Linked DNA regions of Mus musculus: regions 1 and 2 are each linked to region 3. A link is a contact called in public Hi-C data. All regions are on one chromosome and are shown on one strand. Each heading gives the region's core, a stretch centred on a gene start, on an enhancer-like site or on the middle of the called end of the contact. The rest is flanking DNA. Distances are from core to core; before and after follow the strand shown. Region 1 overlaps Corin (corin, serine peptidase). Region 2 overlaps Corin (corin, serine peptidase). Region 3 holds the start of Commd8 (COMM domain containing 8).

The links. Hi-C and Micro-C count contacts between places; a contact is called where the count stands out from the background.
Region 1: a Hi-C map of cortical neurons shows a contact between it and region 3. The contact joins the enhancer-like site here to the promoter of Commd8 in region 3. A contact is called at or near these places in 8 of 39 promoter capture datasets (the 3T3-L1 cell line, 3T3-L1-derived adipocytes, the HPC-7 cell line and 4 more), 6 of 484 Hi-C or Micro-C datasets (the N1E-115 cell line, cortical neurons, embryonic stem cells and 1 more) and 1 of 115 datasets of contacts at active chromatin or transcription factors (bone marrow-derived macrophages).
Region 2: a Hi-C map of the N1E-115 cell line shows a contact between it and region 3, with 7 times the contacts expected there. The contact joins the enhancer-like site here to the promoter of Commd8 in region 3. A contact is called at or near these places in 10 of 39 promoter capture datasets (the 3T3-L1 cell line, 3T3-L1-derived adipocytes, the C10 cell line and 5 more) and 6 of 484 Hi-C or Micro-C datasets (the G1E-ER4 cell line, the N1E-115 cell line, embryonic fibroblasts and 2 more).

What each region holds. Positions count from the first base shown.
Region 1 is chr5:72,330,838-72,335,035 of GRCm38.p6, reverse strand. Corin (corin, serine peptidase) reads left to right here. Exons shown (of 22, transcript NM_016869.3): 14 at 2,255-2,368; 15 at 4,115-4,198. Among named protein-coding and RNA genes, the nearest start is that of Gm23712, 86 kb to the left of the region's middle. Within about 2 kb of position 1,930, at least 3 of the 459 cell types and tissues checked have an H3K27ac peak or open chromatin away from gene starts, as enhancers often do. A contact at or near this core is called in cortical neurons, where this site is marked.
Region 2 is chr5:72,351,791-72,356,098 of GRCm38.p6, reverse strand. Corin (corin, serine peptidase) reads left to right here. Exons shown (of 22, transcript NM_016869.3): 10 at 2,122-2,229. Among named protein-coding and RNA genes, the nearest start is that of Gm23712, 65 kb to the left of the region's middle. Within about 2 kb of position 2,213, at least 2 of the 459 cell types and tissues checked have an H3K27ac peak or open chromatin away from gene starts, as enhancers often do. A contact at or near this core is called in the N1E-115 cell line, where this site is marked.
Region 3 is chr5:72,165,769-72,170,099 of GRCm38.p6, reverse strand. It overlaps Commd8 (COMM domain containing 8), which reads left to right and starts at 1,911. Exons shown (of 5, transcript NM_178599.5): 1 at 1,911-2,021. The coding sequence starts at 1,956.

The sequences.
Region 1 (4,198 bases), core at 681-3,180, 160 kb before region 3:
AAGTTCTGGGCAGATCAGGACTTGATACCTCACCTAGCACTGCCCTCCTTTGGCATGTCTTGCTGGTTTTTCCTGAGCTGGGCGATTGTTGTTCTAACAACCACTGCTATTTGGTCTCATAAGCTACAGCTGTGTGAAGTATCCTATCTCATCTATATTTATTTGAAGACCCACTTATATCAAAAATGTCGCTTTATAGACAAAGTGGCTTTTTCACAAATAATACTGCCTTCCGTATGACAAATGCCATGACCTCCTCTCACTTTACTTCCTCTGTTCTTACCACCTTTATCTCCAAGAGATGTTTGCTTGTACAGACTTTTCTAACAAAAAGTATACGTAAAGGAAACACAAATGTCATAGAATACCCAAGGTTGGAGAGTGCATACACAGTAAATAATGAATGCCATTGTTGTGGTAATGTTGTTGGTATGAGTACACACTGCAGAAGGCCTTGTGCCCGGTGATCTGTCCCTCTGCTTGTTTTTTTTTTTATTAGTCCCTTCTAAGTGTACAAACTCTTCATTCATTTCAAAGGTCTCTTTGTATCAAGCTTCTTTCTCTCATCTCCCACTGATGTAGTGGTTTTTCTACCACCATCACTACCACCACCACCACCACCACCACCACCACCACCACCACCAACAACAACAACAACAACAACACCACCACCACCATCAACAACAACAACAACATCAATCGGTAACACTTTCTGTGTTTGCACTGCTTTCTGATGGAACGAGCTTAGGCTATTGGGCAGAGTTCAGGGTTCCTTTTGAAAGACATCATATCATAACATTGCAGTTAGGGTTGGCAGCCTCTGCCAGCTGGAAACCCTGAATCCCATTCAGTGAACTCATTCATTGAATATCTATCATTCATTGAATATCTATCATTCATTGAATATCTGTCTGGACCTAAGGCCACTCCAGGTGAATGGCCTGTGCAGGTCTCTTATCATTTATCTTTCCCATGTTTGGGTGATAAAACACTCCAAACTTAATTTTAGCTCAGTAAAATTTCTATTCTGGTAAAGAATTTTGATCCTTGTTTTGAATAACCATTTTTAACAATGAGATTTTTTTCCCCAGTGAATTCCAAGAATCCTGAGTTAATCATCTATGAGAGCTCTCCTAATTCTTTATGATAGGTCTGATGAGACATAGCTTTTAAGAGTATCCTTATTTGGTCACTACTTTGAGATTTAGATAATCTTAACGTTTATTTTTACTTATTTATTTATTTTTGAGAACCAGAGTTTGTTGTTCCTTAGATGAAGTGAAGTTGCATTTAAATTAACTATGGATTCAGTGTCTAGACTGAGCTAACCACTGTTCTCAGAGAAATTACTGACATCAGAAAAGTCAATGGAGCAGTTTACGATAATCAGATAGGCAGGTCTTGAGGTCGAGGACAGCCTAGACTACAGGTGAAACCATTTCAAAACCTAAAACACATAAAAGTTCAAAGCTATGAAATCTTTTCTTTCCTACCCTCACAGGACAGTCAGGACCCTGGTTCTCCTGAGTCATCTAGTTACAGTAGAATCTTGGCATATCTTAGAAGACATTCAAACACATTACACTTAACCAAATGATATGTAGGAGATGTAGCCTAAAGTGCTTGCTCCTTGAAGGGAAATTGAAGTTCAAGTTGTAAACCCACAATCCTTATCTTTTCCAAACCGTTTCAATTTTCCATAGTAATTGATGAGGTTTCCAACCTTAGATCTCTGGCCCAGGAAAGTAATGAATTTTGCACCTGGCTCCTAAAAATGAGTTTTGTAAGTACTTAACATGGGAGGGGCCTCTTTCGTGAAACACAGATGGTCTCTGTTTGTAGGCTGAAATTACATTTTAAGATTGCACGCACGAATTTACATCTCTAGGTTTTGGCATATGTGCTTAAAAGCATGACTCGCTTTATAGATGAGCCGTGCATGTTGGCACGCAGACTCAGAAAGCAAAAGGAACAACTCAGGAAGGATGCTAACACATAGCTGCTTTTTCACGTTTTTTCATTTCCCGTGTGTTGATTTGGATCTTTGGTTAGGCATGCTGTTCTGTTCACAGAGCAGAATGGAGACTGCCGTGAGCTCCTACTTTCAGAATCACACGATTCATAGTCACCACAGACATCCACAGTCTTTGAGAAGAAACCAGGCCTTTATGCTAAAATTTTTTTTAACCTTATTCAATTATATTTCACCATCAATTTCAACTCTGCATCTAATAGCTTTTTCTTCTGTTTCCAGGTTGTAAAGAGAGAGCTCTTTGGGAATGTCCATTTAATAAGCAATGTCTGAAGCATACATTAATCTGCGATGGGTTTCCAGATTGTCCAGACAGTATGGATGAAAAAAACTGCTGTAAGCGCCTTTATGAACTTGCTAACAGTGTTGTGTATTTCAAGTACACATTGCTTCACTTTAAATATAAGCTAGAAAGTTGGAAATACACATGAAAAGCTTTTAGTTTGTTTAGTTCTTTTGACCATACTTATGTCTACAAAGATATATATTCCAAGAAGACTAATGTTTTTTAAATACATACAAATAATATTCTAACAACATGAAAACATTAAAAGACCTCATGCTAGTATCCAAAATGTAAGACATAAAATTTAACCATAAGATGAAACACAATGTCAACATTAAACTCACACTCCTGAGTTATTTGATCTGGGTTCGTTATGTATCTTTAGTTGATGTGTTAGTTGGTTTCCCATTAGTTAACAGGCTACCCAAGGAGAATCAATGTAAGAAGTTGGGTTTATTTTGCTTAGAGTTTGGGATGTTTCAGTCCATGATTTAGAGGAGAGGAAACAGCAGAGAAGCATATTAACTTCAAGGCTGTGTATTAGGAAAGAAAAAGAAGAGGCTGCAGTCCCACCATGTCCTTCAAGATCATGTCTTCACTGGCTGCACGATGTCCCTCGCATCTCCCTTTTTAAAAAAGCAGTTCTTCAGCTTTCCAATAATATTGCAGGCTTGAGACTAAGCCTCTAAGAAATGGCCTCAAAGGACACTTATCTCAAAGACAGCACTTGAAGAACAGGAGATACACAGTAGTATGGGCAGCGTTGTCCTGAGTTTTAGAAATAAATATACATATGCTAAGAAAAACACCGGAAGATCATGAAAAGTTTGCCCTTGCCTGTGGTGGTGGTTTTAAGTTTTGTGTGCTTTTGAAATCTTTTACGTCTAGATGATATACAGCCATCATCTGTAGTACTAGTTTAAAATATCTTTAGGCATTTAACTTACAATTAACAGAAAGCTCAACAAAAAAGTGAATACATTTATTGTGTATATTGTACATGTCTTATATTACTACAGTAAAAGTCATGGCAGAATGAATTCACAAGGCTACAGTGGAGTAGAGAAATACATCATCTTGTCTGTGACCCTTTCCTTTCAGCCTGACCTCAGGGTGGGTGAGCGGCCTTGATCACGTTCAGTAGGAAGAAGGGAGGATTCAGCTCCTTCCTCTGGAATATCACTAAAGGACTCCCCATGGGTCAGCACTGGGCAGGGTGACAGCCTGTAGCAAGGGGCTTCTGTGAGGATTAGAAAAGACATTTTCTACAAACACCCAAAGCATGGCTCCAGGCAGGGATTAGGAAAAGCTGCCTGCACCAGCCTGGCCTGGTTCCAGGCTAAGGCCCATGGTGTGGTGAGCAGAGTTTAGTTGCATGCTGTTTTGCAGGGCATAAATCATAAAATCATAGAGCAAAGACCTGTTGTGGAATTGCATTTAATCCTGGACTGATTATGACTCTCAGATAAGAATAGTCAGCAAAAAGCCATGCCAATGTTACACTAATCAATGTCTTCCTCTGGGATGTGGGATGGTTGGTATGAAGCCCTGGACAACATCAGGTTTCCTTTTCATGGACGAAAGACGGGAAATGGATGCTAAGTAGGCAATCAAGGAGATTTACTATAATTTTAAAAAAATCAAAAAGAGATTTGTATGTGACCCAGACAGTAATTTAATAGTAGGATCCCTAAGAAGCGATCTATGCACATGAACAGAGCTTGCTTTCTTCCTGCGATGTCTTCCGTCTGCTCTCTCAAACATTTGCATCCTCTTCCTCTTGGTCTCCCCGCCAGCATTTTGCCAAGACAATGAGCTGGAATGTGCCAACCATGAGTGTGTGCCGCGTGACCTTTGGTGCGACGGATGGGTCGACTGCT
Region 2 (4,308 bases), core at 964-3,463, 190 kb before region 3:
AACAGATTTAAATATACTTTAAAGGGGACATAATATCTATGCATGGAACTTAGAAAATAGAAATTAAAACATTTTGGGTCTTAAACGTGATCATCTCTGTATTTTTTGGATTTTTTTTTAATAAAAAAGTTTCCACACTGATTACTTTAAGACCTTATTTCTATGAAAACCTTCTAGCATGGGGCTTGTGGAATATCCCCAACTTAATTGCCCCCCCATGTTGGTTTGTAGATGAGATGCACTGCACAGTGGGATTGCACATGGACGTTACATGCTTCATTCTGAGCTTCAAGCTCTGGGCTACTACTTGCTACTTGGGTGGCTGTAGGTGAGTCACTCTACCTTTCTAGGTCACAGCTTCCACATCAGCTCAGAAGATAATTACTGCTGTGCAGGGCAAGTGCCTGGGAAAAGCTGAATACATATCTCCTGTTGATACACGGCTAATACGGGGTCATTTTTTTTTTCCTGCTGGGAATTCAGTCTAACAAAACAAGTGATGGCGCTCTCTCTTCGCATCAGATGGAGAGTTTATGATCAATCTCCAACCGTGCAGCTCAGGCTGCCAAGAATTCAGAGTGCTGTGCTTCTGTGTGTTGTGCACACTTGGCAAAGAGCTCCTGTCAAAAGCTTATGATGGAGACATACTAGGACATCAAGCTGAAGACTGAGAAGAGAGCTCTCTCGGAAGAGGGGAGCTCAGATGAGCACGGCAGACCCACGGCAGCACATGGCCAATGTCTGGAGATAGGAAGGGGAAGGTGTTTTACACTACATACAGAGCAAAGACCATGGTGTGCCTTCTTCTACAGGTCGTTTCCTGTTGCTTTTCTGCTTAGAGAGTTGTTCTCCCCTTCCTATGACAACTTATCCCATCTGATTGGAACGCTTCCTTGGGCAGCCTAGTCCAAGCCCTAGTGTCCCTCAGTTGTTCTTGATAAACATCTCTGGTAAAGGGCTGTTTGCACAGGCTCATGAGGTCAGGAGTCATCCTTGTTAAACTTGGAGATGCTGCACAGAGCAGGCGTGGCCTTTTGTCTTTCAGCATTCGGTTTCTGGCCACAAAGCAGGCACTTAATATTTGCTGAACTATCGAATACACAACATCCTAAAATGTCATGAAGAGCTTACACTTACGAAAAATGTTTAAGGTTGCCTTGAGGGAGGAAAAAAAACGGTGACATCTTTTATGCAAGGAGACAATATATAACATTTCACCACAAGAGGGGCTGGAGGAGGAGTCCAATACAATATCCATTGACTTAGGATTGTGGATAAGCATGGATTAGGATACATATATGGCTATATATCAGTGGTGCCTTGCAAGATATTCTGGATTTCATATGGCATGTCTGAAAGTAATTGACCATAATATTGGGGAAGAGATGGAAAGAAAATGGGTAGCAATTTATTACTTTATCCACTTAATCTACACATAACCCGGAAATCAACAGCAAACACAGTTTCCTTTCCACATACCTTAGTGAAAAGCAATCGGGGCAAAGGCTTCTGCTGCCACTATTCGTTTGGAAAGAAAAAGCCCCGATGTTAGGTCATCAGAGATCAGTGATACTTTCTAGGGATGCTGGAAGTCTGGGTAGCAGCAGTGAAAGACTGACACTATGATAAAAGGCTTCTACTTGAAGTAGAGCTTTTGCCTTGATGCCCTGTTGGTTATCAGGGAAAGTCTTTTCCTTAAACTGGAGAGATGAGAGGTGGGGCAGATAAGTAAGATGTCATTTACAAACCAGAATGCCAGTATCTTTGTGTGGTCCTCTTGGCCTCACATCACGTGCACTTCATTTTGTTAAGTATAGGTACCTATGTAACAACTGAGTATGGTTTTCCAACTGGAAGCAACCATCTGTTTCTTTCCTTCAGTGTGGTTTGCCGTGGCTTTGTTTTGTACGGAGTTCTTTTGGATACTGGCCTGCACTTAGTTGGTGAGAGGATGAACCCAGAGCAGGCCTTTTCCATATGTGTTCAATATTGGGAGGGAGATTGGAAGGAAATTAAAGCTGTGTCATCCTTCAGCCCCAGAAGACATCATTCTTAGTCCTTCAGACAGAGGGTTGGAGATTGGCAGGTGATGAAAGCTGTTGGGTTTTTCCCCTTCCATAGGTCAGACGCCATGTCCAGAAGGAGAACAGGGATGCCTTGGCAGTTCCTGCGTCGAATCCTGTGCTGGTAGCTCTCTGTGTGACTCAGACAGCAGCCTGAGTAACTGCAGTAAGTACAACAGCTGACACGGGCAATTTCTGTGACAGACAGTACACCCAGCCTCTTTCTACCACATTGCCATAAACTCCTGAAGTTGGAATTGCTCCAAAAGAGCACATACATTGGCCTTTGTTTTTGTCCAAAGGTTGCATGTGGTAGCAGAAAAAGAACCAAAATGGTCTTCATTAACGAAATAAGAAACAAATGTGTGGCTGCGGATGGGCCATCCATCCGCATTGCTTAATGTCATTACCACCACTTTCTCCTCATCATCAGTTCCTATAAATTATTTTCGTGGAGCCATCTGCAGGCAGATGTTATCTTCCTTCTTTTATTTTCTAGTTTTTTATTTTTATTAAAAGCACAGCTTCCAGACTAGAGACTTCATCCAAGAAGCAACTAGGAGATTCATCCCAACCGTCACATAAAATTTGGTCATTTTATGCTTCTGATAGATGCATCCTCACTGTTCCAAACACGTTGGTGGACAATTAAGGTCTGGGAATCATTGCATTAATTTGTGTCATTGACAGTGTGGTGGCTGCAATGGTGAAAGCAGGTGGCTGTCTCTAAATTACTTTCCAGTAGATTAGCTGAGGGGAGACAGAATGGCCACGAGTGAAGAATGGCAAATAAACTCCTGTGGGAAATTTTAACTGAACTAGAAAATTTCCAAAGACTGATTTTTTTTTTTAATGATTTGTTCCTCCCAGATTCAGTTATTATATCACTTCTCTCACTTGGAGTAATTAATTGTTTCCTCCATCCTCAGTTTTGGATTAAGAATTACTTCATATTACATATCCTCTCCATCAAGGCCTTGGGAAGCTTTAAGTCTAATAGACTAAGGGAGGCATGGACTTCCAGTGGCCTTGTAACATTTGAGGTGAATTATATCCCAGGATATAAATGATCCTTTTCATACAGCAAACACTGGAAGATCTTATCTTCTGGGCATTTAAAACTGGCTTAGGTGTTGGTCCTTCCATTATTGGAAGCAGCTTCTATACCTGACTTGTAGACATCTCTCAAGGAGCCTCTGGGTGTATGTGTGCCTGATTCTCTACCTAGATGGATAGGTAGCCTATCCCTTTGTAAGTCTGTTCCTATAGACGGGAATGTGATTATTTTACAGTGCTTAACATTATTAGCATCAATAGTGCTTAGCTTCTTGACCACCCCCCCTCTACGTGATGTTTGCTTCTTTCAGTTGGAATTCGCAAAGAGAGAACAGGGAATAATAGATAGGAAGTTATTCAAGGAACAATTGCTCATTTCTTCCTTTTTTTTTTTTCGTAACAGGGTTTCACTATGTATCTCCAACTAGGCTGGAACTCTCTATGTAGACCTGGCTGGCCTTGAACTCTTAGATATCTGCTGGGTTTTGCCTCCTGAGTCCTTGGGTTAAAGGCATGTGCCAACCACATTTCTTTCTCTTCTTCAATGCAAAATTAACTAGAATATAGAGGGACAATAAACAAATAGGCACATAGACAGGGAATATATTAGTAAAGCTGATTGCTTAGCACACGTGACCAGTACTGTGTCTGGTTTGATGCCCTGGATGCTGTGAGCGAAGAAAGTTGATATCCATTGGACAGAGCCATCCACTCCTTGGATTCTAGCCTCTGGAGACACTAATTCTTACCATCTCACAAAAAAATTACCCCATTTTTCAGTGCTTTCTGAAGATGCATTGAGTAGGATTCAGGCCTCAGGATATCTTCTATGTCCTCAGTGACTCCTGTGTGAAGTCATGGTTGATGGTGACAGCCATAGTGGTCTGCTGTGACTCGGCTACACGAGTGTGTGTCTCTGCCGACACTGGATGTAGGCAGTTTTTATATGTATTTATAATTTCTATTTTCACTAGAGTGGTGGTTCTCAACCTTCCTAATGCTGTGACCCTCTAATACAGCTCCTCATGTTGTAGCAACCCAACCATAAAATTATTTTTATTGCTACTTGATAACTACAATTTTGTTGGAGTTATGGGTTGGAATATAAATATCTGAGTTTTCTGATGGTCTCAGGGGACCCCTGTGAATGGATCATTCAATCCCCAAAGGGGTTGGGCCCACTGCTAGG
Region 3 (4,331 bases), core at 662-3,161:
GTAAACAACTTTACAGGTATGAACTTAAAACAAGCCCTGTAAAGTCTGCATGGTCATTCTAAATAATGAGAGATGAAGACGCAGACCAGCCAGAGACGTGAACTAGCTTGCCATTGCTATACAGACGATAACAGTTACCAATGATTTACAGAGCTGGACTTAAACTTAACTCCAGAGTCTGCATTTTAAGCCCTTACTATAAACAAAGTTAGGGTGACAGAAACGCAAATACACCTAGCTGAGGTAGGATCAGAACAGACAGGTAATGTTTTAAAGTGCTTCAGGGCACTTAAAACATTTGTTTGTTTGCAAGCCTGAAAACTAGGGTCCAGACCCCAGGACCCTAAAAGGAAGGAATCAATGTCTATAAGTTGTCCTCAACCTACACACACCACACACACAGACACAGACACACACAGACACACACACAGACACACACACAGACACACACACACACACACACGCTTTATTTTTTAATGAAAAAGTTGAAAATTAAAAAAAAATGATGCCTTAAATTACATACAAAGACAAGCGATTACTAATGAAAAGACATTAAATATTAAGGGCTCTTTCCTCTCACTTTATGTAATATTTTAAATTCAGCATCTGCCAGAAGTTCAATTTTAATATAGTCATGTTTCAAAGGTCAACCTTTTCTTGGTGTCCAGTGTTGTCTAAATCCCGTTTTTTGATATCCTTTATATCCTGATGGATGTCATTTTGCACTATTAACTTACACATTGCATGGTCACAGAAGCATGCATTCCTGTAAGCCTTCCTTTACCCAGGCAGAACAGCAGAACTCTCATTCTTTCTTCAAACTCTGCAGCTATCGCTCATGTATGTGACTGTGGACAAGGCATATCTATCTATCTGTCTGTCTGTCTATCTATCTATCTATCTATCTATCTATCTATCTATCTATCTATTTTTCTATCTATGCCTCTCAGCACTTTCTAACACTCTTAATCCTAACATTACATATTGGGTTGTAATCACCCTAATTGTTATGGCACCTTCTCATGACAAGGCTCATTCTATCACGAACTTTCTTTTTTTTGGATTGAAATTACAACTCAAAGAATTTTGGGTTCACTCCTGTGGTAAATGTGTGGGTATAAACATGGGTTTTCTTTACCAGCAGGTTGTTTTGTTTCTTAGCTTGGATAATGAGTCTTTGGGTTGCTTAATAATATATAGCTGAACTTTGCCTTTCTATGAGTTCTGTCTTGGATTGCGTTTGCTGTTTGTAAACGGGGGGGGGGGATCCAATCTTTTTTTTTTTTTAAAGATTTATTTATTTTATGTCTACGAATACACAGTAGCTGTCTTCAGACACACCAGAAGAGAGCATTCGATCTCATTACAGATGGCTGTGAGCCACCATGTGGTTGCTGGGAATTGGACTCAGGACTTCTGGAAGAGCAGTCAGTGCTCTTAACTGCTGAACCATCTCTCCAGCCCCCCACCCCACATCTCTTCTTAAAATAAAAAAAAATTAAAAAAAAAAAGTAACTTTAATTTGTCTTTGAGGTCAAACTCTTTGACTAGGAGACTGTCAGATCTCTGGGGGAAAGGCCCTGGGTTCAAATACAGGCTGTGACTATTACTAGATGATTTTCTGCAGTGAAGAAAGTTTATGAGATCTGTCTCTGAACACAGTCTCAACCGAGCAAAAGTCTGTAAATCTTCCTTCAGCAGCAAGCGGATGGGTAACAGACTTCCCCTCAGTCTCGACCGCCCCTCCCCCCCCCCCCCCCCCCCCAAAAAAAAAGAGGGAAAAAAAACTTGCTCTTTTTTCTACAGGAGAAAACCAATGGCTGAGGTTTTGCACATGCGCACAAGGACTTTGAGCCCGCCCGCCGGCCCCGCCCTCCAGAAAGTCACGTGGACGAATCGGAGCGTAAGCCTAAGGTTCAGGCCTGTCACGTGACAGGTATCTCTACTTCTCGGGGATGGAGCCGGAAGAGGGGACGCCGCTTTGGCGGCTACAGAAGCTGCCTCCGGAGCAGGGCGCCGGGGTGAGGGGTTTGTGAAGGGCACGGGAAGGCCGGGGTCCGGACTATTCTTCTTGGGCCCCTGGAGACACAATGGCGGCCTAAGGACTTTACGCGGTTTAGGAATGGCCCAGGCCTGGGTGCGTGTGGGGTCTTCTTGCTTCTAGAAAGCTCGGGTGGTAGAGCCCGAGATCTGCTGCGTCCGCAGTCTTTGAGTTCAGGTCTCCCGAACGCCCCTTTCTGTGTGAGGTCCGGCGGATGCAGTGAGGAGTCGAACCCGGTGGGACCTGTTCCCTGGAGGGCGGGAGGAACCAACTCCTAACCAGAAAAGGAGTAGCCACTCAAGTTTGGCCAAGAGGTGATCGCAGCCGCTGAAAACAGCTCACCCATAAAGCCAGGCTTGTGGAGACCAGAGACAGCCAACCAGGGTTTCTTGCAGCACACCCAGGGTCCAGACCTCTGTGAAAGTGATTTGATGGTGGCACTCTGCCCTGCTCAGGCTTTCAGAAGTCTCCACTGTGGCCCTTCTACCCAAAGTCGGCTTCAGTTGTAGATGAAAGAAATTTAACGCCACTCCCTCCGTTCTTTAGAAAATGTACTTTAAACATTTTCTTTGATTTTACAAATGAGGACAGTGAAATATGTCAGCCACAGGTTTCCAGCAAGCCAGGGCCAAAGCTCAAACCTATCTATGGACTGTGTCTCCTAACTTTCAGGGTGTCTTTCCTCCTATATAGAGATGGCCAAAACATTTGACTCCTGAATCTGAGAGCTGAGCCAGCTGTCTTCTTCCTGGGCCTCTGCCTTTTGCCACAGCTATGGGAAATCCCTGGTTTGGGTCTCCACTCCCTTTTCACAGCATTGGTTGTTGTGGTGTCACCATCCTTCTTTACCAGGCCACTCTATTTAAGAAACTCTGGGTTTCATCCTTGGACCTCCCCTTTTCAACCTCCTTTACCTGTTTATGGTCTCTGCCTCTATAGTCTCACACTTACTCCTGCTCACAATATCTTGGCAAAGTTTTGGAAAAATAATGTAATTACTTACAGGAAAGTTGAGTGCAGATTAAAGCCTTCACTCCTTTCTGTTGTATGCAAGGCCTTCTGTGATTTGGCCCCTACTCGCCTTTTCAAAGGTCCTCTGCCCTTTCACCCTTGTCTGCCTTTCCAAAGATGCAATTCCCACTCCTGCGCTGGGGTTTTATTTCCAGTCCTGTGTGCGGGCACATTGCGTTGGCTGGGAATGCCTAATGGCCACTCATCTTTTCAATTCAGCTCTTTCCTTGTTCCTTTGCACCCGTCATAAACACCTTTTCTATCCCCTCTCCTCTACCACACGCACTTATTTATATGTGTACTTTTTTTGATAGATTGGAACTCTGTTATGGTAGAGCATCATTTATCCTCAATGTCCTCATTTGTAAAATGAGAACAGTTACAATGCTTACCTTATAGAGTTGCAGGGAGTGTCAGGATACTGTTTGGTAGACATTACAGGTGGCTTTTGGTTGTATTCCCATTTTATATGGTGAGTCAGAAGTTACCCATCTGTGTGGTGTTTTGGGGGTTACTGTTCCCCACGGAGTGGGTTCATATCTAAGGCGATTGGAGTCTAAAGACGTTTAGCTCAACGCCATTTCCCAGTTACTTGGATTTAAGTGGTTGGCAGGATACAAGTGTCGCCTGGAACAGTATCACATGAATGTGATTATCTGCAGTAGGACACGGAAGGCTTGAGCTATGGAAGTAGTGATAACAGCAGTAAGAACAAAGGCAGACTCACGGCCTTCTGATGTCTTGTGCCTGCTAAGATGCTCGAGTTACTGTGCTCATATGTAATTCTATGACATTGTGTGGTCAGGTGACATTCTTCTCTTACGCTTGGATCGCAGAGAATGTAACTAAAATGAGGAGTTGGTGGAACTAGGAAGCATAGCAAGCAGTTTTGTCCTAAATCCAGTCTTCATACTCTGTTAGGTTCACATGGTTTCAGTTGCTGGTAGTGCAGAGCGGAAGTCAGGTGGGAAAGGAAAGATGGCCAGTGCTTTTCTCAGAGCAAAGCACAACACCCCTGCTGAGGAATAGGAGAGTATGCTGTTGGGGGCCGGGGGAGGCAAAGCCAAACCGAGGTAGTAGTGCTCCTGGGGGGGGGGGCTTATCTGTGAGAGGAGCGCGTGCTTGGTTACTACAGAGATGGCACCTTCAGATCTCGGAGGGAAGCTTCTACGTGAACTGTTCTCCATTCAGGGATTTTGGAAAACAACAGTGTACCTTAACATTATTTTATTTTCTAAAGGTAGACTTCATAATGGAAGGTCTGGGATTTAGCAGGGTT